2 separate regions of the Sus scrofa genome follow, and region 1 is linked to region 2. Evidence: chromatin contacts called from public Hi-C data. All regions are on one chromosome and are shown on one strand. The core of a region is the stretch at or near the end of the contact, and the rest is flanking DNA. Distances in the headings are between cores, read along the strand shown.

What was found. Hi-C and Micro-C count contacts between places; a contact is called where the count stands out from the background.
Region 1: a Hi-C map of liver shows a contact between it and region 2, with 6 times the contacts expected there. A contact is called at or near these places in 1 of 5 promoter capture datasets (liver), 19 of 47 Hi-C or Micro-C datasets (blood, embryonic fibroblasts, fetal heart ventricle and 10 more) and 2 of 2 datasets of targeted methods (alveolar macrophages and skeletal muscle).

The regions. Positions count from the first base shown.
Region 1 is chr3:111,496,253-111,499,350 of Sscrofa11.1, forward strand. No RefSeq gene overlaps it. Among named protein-coding and RNA genes, the nearest start is that of SUPT7L, 34 kb to the right of the region's middle.
Region 2 is chr3:111,405,509-111,408,699 of Sscrofa11.1, forward strand. All of the region lies in intron 7 of RBKS (ribokinase), which reads left to right. Among named protein-coding and RNA genes, the nearest start is that of TRNAE-UUC, 7.0 kb to the right of the region's middle.

The sequences.
Region 1 (3,098 bases), core at 224-2,723, 91 kb after region 2:
GGCAAGAATTCTTTTCTGACTTTACAGATGCGAAAACTGAGACTTGTGTATAGTCAGCAACTTAATCAGGGTTACATGGCTTGGGTGACAGAGCCAGACTTCAGATTAGTTTTGTGACTCTAGTTACAACACCTTCCCACCTCACCACAGTTCCTTCAACTTCACTCATTGGTACACCTCCTTTACACTTGGTACCGTGTTGCAGGCCACCGTGCATTATTGGCTTCATGTTCTTCTTCAAATAAACTCACTTTAAAAATTGACCTCAGGGGGGAAAAAAAAAAAAAGAAAAAGAAAAAAGAAAGGAGCTCCCTGGTGCTCAGTGGGTTAAGGATCTGGCATTGTCACTGCTGCGGCTCTGGTATAGCTGTGGCGCAGGTTTGATCCCTGGCTCTGAAGCGGAACTTCCACATGCCAAAAGTGTGGCAAAAAAAAAAAAAAAAAAATTTTTTTCACCACATTCTACACCATACATATACATGTGTGTACGTAAGTATATATTCCTATACGTAACTGCTAAAATTAGATATTTTTTCATTCTCCTCCCCTAAAGGCAATTCCCATAAGGCTGCGCAATTTGAGAAACTGCCCAAATGTCCCCCGCCCTCGCGGCATTGCTAACGATAGATCTTTATAGGCTGGTAGCCAAGTGGCTGCCCTTGTTGAAATGCTCTGCCAGTAGGATCACTCAGGGCTGCCACTGTCATTGTTAGGGCTGTGCCTCCAAATCACAGAATTACTGAATCAGGAGGGATAAGAGAGAGATCATGGAATCCAACTCCTAAAGGGCAGAACCTTATACAGCACACCCACTCAGAGCCCTCAAGATTAAGGGAGCACCATTCCAAGACAAAAAGAGGAACCAGATGTAGTCTTTGCTCCAGAAACTCGCAAAGCTTACAAACATAAACTACTGAAAACTAGAAGGAATAAGCAGAGGATCTGGAATCGTGGTTCCACCATGAACTTGGCATGCCTTTGAGCAAGTCTCTTCCGGTTTCTGAGCCTCAGTTTCCTTAAACAGAGGTGATAGTGTCTCCTCTTTTTACCTTTTAAGTCTGATAAATAAAAATTCAGAGTTTGGAAATGAGTGATATATCAAAATATCAATCAAATTAGATACAATTTTTGTCAATTGTTCCTCAATAAAGACAGCGCGGGGGGGGGAGACAAGTGTGAAAAATTCTCTGTAAGACAGTGTGTAAGTAATAGATAGGCAATGCCTAAACTCCTCCATAAAATATTTGCATTATAACTAGAGAAAGACTTTCTCCAGGTGGAACTAAGCACCAGAAACAGGCTGAGAAGACACTGGTGACCTGACCCAGCTTGCTGCCCCAAACCCTTTCAGAATCCTGATTTTGAGAGAGTTCAGGATCTGATTGTTACTCTTGCTTTGCTTTGAAACGCTCGTCTACTGGCTTTGAGCCCCACCTGCAAATTGCTGCATAGTGATGGGTCTTTACTGCCCTCTTGTGGTCACTTCTTGCCACAGTTGCACTGACTTTTGAAGCGGTGTGCGTGACAGCCAGAGGAAACCAGAGCCAAGCCTCACGATCAAGATTTTCCAGAGCCAGCAGAGGACTTAAAGCCCAAATTAAAACCATCTGCTGGAATCCAGAGCTTCTTGACGGGAAGGGGTAGTTTCGCTTGATTTTGCCCCAAGTAGGATAGGAATCCAAGCCTCTGCCTGCACTAACCCTGTTAAGACGGTTATCGCCTAGACTGTCCAGCTTGTCTGGAACAAATTCTGGAAATGAAAGCAGCTCAAAGGTCCCTTCTCCGCCCCCAAAACCCAAGGGTAGAAAGGTCCAGGACTAGAACTTGCCCTCCAACCCTCACCCCTGTAAAGCAACAGTTAACAGAGCACCTATTTTGTGAACTGGGAGGTGCAATGAGGAACAGGTAGCGTACAAAGTGAGATGGTTCCTGTCCCCAGCTCATAAGGCTCGCAAACATAAATGACCCAAGCACACTGCATACATACAATTAACGGATATGGGACCATCCGAGCAAGGGCCAGAAATCAAAGTGCTGTAGGGCTAGTGGGGAAAGAGAGCCTACTAACAAGCAGGGGAACAAGAGCTTCCTGAAGACAATGAGACTCAAGACAGTGAGACTCATTTAAAGAAATGAGCAGGACCTTACCTAGCAGACGTTAGCAAGATCACAATGATGCTGATAATAACTACATTTGGGGGAGCCAACTGTGTCCAGCGTGGCTAAAATTTGAGAGATGGCTCAGTTATTTAATCTCGACAGCGATACTGAGGTATTTTCCCTATTTAAGAGCCCAGGAAACCAAAGTTCAAGGCCATGTACAGCAAGTCTTGATGGCAAATATTGGAAGAATTAAAAGCAAAAGTTGTGTTTGGGTCAAAGAGTCTATTATTACTAGAGTATTGGGTGTACTTGGTCAGGTGCAGAAAGGAAAAGACAAGGGCATATGGGAGTGAGTTACGATGATGAGAAAGTATAGGAGCCCTGGAGTTCCTGCTGTGGCTCAGCAGAAACGAACCGAACTAGTATCTATGAGGATGTGGGTTCAATCCCTGGCCTCGCTCAGTGGGCTAAGGATCTGGCATTGCTGTGGCTGTGGTGTAGGCCGGCAGCTGTAGCTCCAATTAGACCCCTAGCCTGGGAACCTCCATATGCTGCAGGTGCGGCCTTAACATAAGAGAGAGAAAGAAACAAAACAAAACAGGCACCCTATGATAAGGGACTTTAAAGCCGCAAATGAATTTGGACTTAATGCTTTGGATAATGGAGAACATTCTGAGATTTCAAAGCAAAGGATTCTGCCCAGTGATGTACTTTAGGGTAATTCAGATGTGTGACGAGAGCTCCACAAGGCAGACACAAGGGGCAGGGAGGTCTATGAGGAGTCCTGAGGCAAGGGGAGTTTGGGCAAGGGGCAATGCAGAGGAATGAACCCTAAAGCCTCTACTGGAGAAACTGTTAAGACTGACCTGGGGTAATGTGATCTTAAAAAATGGTCACCAACAAGGACCTACTGTACAGCACAGGGAACTCTACTCAATATTCTATAATAACCTTTGTGGGGAAAGAATCTGGAAAAGAATGGATATAGGCATCAC
Region 2 (3,191 bases), core at 288-2,787:
GTGTGTCTGTGCGTGAGAAGAATGTGGTTGGACTTTTCCCTTGGAGGTTAGGGTTAGCCTTTATAAACAACTTTGCCATAGGAATTCTTAAACACCAAGCTGCCGGTGCATGTATAATTTAACTTTAAAACTTTACAGACTGTTGAGGGAACATATCTGGGCAGGAAGGAAGCTAAATCTGTTGCCTTGGTGCTTATTGGGAATGCAGTGTTAGTACCACAGAACGGTTCCCACTGGGCCGACATCAACGTCACTTCTCACACAAAACGGCAGCTAAAACCCAGAGATTCGATATGAATCTCATGGGTAAATTGTGACTAAATTATTGGTTAATTATGGGAAAATAAGCTGTTGGTTAATTATGAAATTAGAATAGAAGGAGTTCCTGTCGTGGCTCAGCGGAAATGAATCTGACTGGCATCCATGAGGTCACAGGTTCAAACCCTGGCCTCGCTCAGTGGGTTAAGGATCCAGCCTTGCCATGAGCTGTGGTGTAGTTTGCAGATGTGGCTGGGATCTGGGATTGCTGTGGCTGTGGTGTAGGCCGGAGGCTACAGCTCCGATTCCACCCCTAGCCTGGGAACCTCCCTAGGCCATGGGTGCACCCCCCCAAAAAAAGACAAACAAGCAGAATAAGAAATGATTTTGCTCAAAATTTGTGCCTATTTAATAAATCTATAAGGACAGAAAGTGTATTAGTGGTTCCTATGCCTGGGGGGAGTAGGAAAGAATGAGGAGTGACTCAGTTAATGGGTCCAAGGTTTCTTTTGTGGGGGATGAAATTTCCTAAAATGAGACTGAGGTGGTGGTTGCTCAGCCCTTTGAATATATTAAAGCACATTGAATTGTATACTTTAAATGAGCAGGTTATTTGGTATGTGAATTCTATCTCAATCAAGCTTTTTTTTTTAAGTCAGATTGTTGATAAATTGTGTTCTACTAAAAAATCGCATCAAAATTCTGCTACATGTGGTCTCACACTTGATCAATATGAAACAATGATCATTTGAAATATTTTAAGGCAGAAACTATTTGCTTTCTTTTAATCAGGGTATTTAAAAAGTAGACTATCTCCCTCGAATCATTGAAATTTAATTGTAGTAAATTAAGACGGCTAATAGTTGAAGGCAAAGTCATGGACATTTATGACATAATGATTAGTCCATGTTCCCTCCTGATTTATTTAGAATAACAAGCAGCAGCACTTACACAATAATGATAAGAAAACTGGATTCCCACTGTCCACCAAGATGCTCCTAAACTGATCTGGTCACGGAAGTTGGAAGGTTGAGGTTAGAAAGGGTATGATCTCATTCTTATGATGTGAATACTCGCTGATAAGAGAAGATAGAAATCCTCAGATTCGAGCTGTGAAAACAGGGCTCTTGTGTAAGCAGCATCTATCTCCTGCAGTGTTTATCAGACAGACTGCTCCGTTTTGTCTGCCCAGGAAAGAACCTTTGCCCTTTCCTGCCGTGGGCAGACAGGCCGGGCCGGGCCAGCTCTAATCTCCTTGTTCAGATCCTCGCTCCAGGGTTTGGGGGTTGCCCGCTGCTCACTGGTGGCCAAGGCGACGGAGATTGAGGTAAACAGGAAGGGAACTGGCTGGGAGATGTAGGAATTTCTGGCTCAGTGGAAAGAGAGCAGGGAGCTACCAACACCTGCCTAGTGAGCCTGGCACTTTGGAGGTCGCTGCTTAGGGCTTCTTAATGCACCGAAGACCCCGATGGGGCCACTGGCAGTTCCCTGTGGCAAGAGGCCCAATTTTGGTGTTGCTCAAACACCGTTTTTTCATTACTCACCACCCACCCGTCCTAAGGAGCCTTTTAAGAGATTTTTTTTTTTTCCTAATTGCCCTCCGATGAAACTTTAATTGGACAGATCTGCATCCTCCCCCATACCCAAGAATGAAGGAGCCCTCTGTCCGGTGGCCGGTGCTGTGATGGAAAACAGCAGCGCAAAGGGAGGCACACAGCCTTCCCTGCCAGCAGGTCACCTCCTGCCCGGGCTGTCGGCCGGCCCTTCCCAGCTCAGACGTCTCCAGAAACCTCTCCCTCTGTCCCTCCACCCAAATGAAAGCAGGAGATTTACCGGGTTCCCTGGTCTTGCAATGACCTTGGTACTCTTCCCTTTACATTTCTTTACTCTCCTGCTCACAGACCCTCTCAAGGTCTCATAAAGTATCTCCCCTGCCCACACAGAGAAATGCATTTCAGAGACCCCAGCCAGCACCGACAGATGGTCAGAGTGCTGGGATGCTCTGGAGCCTGGCCTCCCTGTAATCAAGAGCTCCAGGACACGCTTCTGCCCCTCCTGCCTTCCTGACTGTGAGAGCGTCCCTCTGCTCCTCTGAGCTGGGAACACAAAGCCAGCACAGCACAGCACAAACCCCTGGCCCGAGGATCCGCGGGATGGTGACCATGGGGCAGGCGGTTAAGGGGTCTCTGAGAATAAACCATTCAGTCGTCCCCATCTTTGCCGCCACCTGCTCTGCTGCAGGCGTGTGCTGGGCCTTTTCACGTACATTACCCAATTCCGTACTCAGAGCAGCCCTATGGGGTCGATTCCCACGTCACAGGTAAATAGTCACCAGAGAGGTTGAGTCACTTGCCGAGATGGTGCAATCGGGGCTTAAAGTCAGGTCCGTCTGAGTCCACACCATCTACTGCCTTGTCCCAGAGGAGAACACATCTACCCACGCGAGAAAAACATTTTCCCCAGCTGTGTACGGAGGGGCTTCATGGACGGCTGACCATCCTGACAGGTGACACGGCGAACAAAAGGGGAGAAGGCAGAACTGAATACCAGCTGTGTGTTCCCTCCATGCCCCTTCCCCTGGCTTCATGACCCCGTGTCTCCTGCCGATCCATGAGTCACCCTTTAAGGACAAAGAATGACTTCTACCCCCCAGGGCCAACCAGATGGTCGTGCCGCAATCTCCTGCACAGGAACAAGGTAGAAGCCCTTTCTTGGAACTTGGAAGCAAGAGCAAAGCAGGACGTGCACCAGGCTCGCTTGAGGGTAAGCCACCTCAGCAGCTCAGCGCCTGAGCGCCACCTCAGCGGCCCTGCCTGCACAGCGGCGGGGGCCGGGGGGGGGAGGTAGCAGGGACCCTGGTGGATCTGCACTGTTCTCTTGTCCCTTCCCTGAGCCCCTTGCAATAATCGTGTGTGTGTATGTGTGTGTGTGTG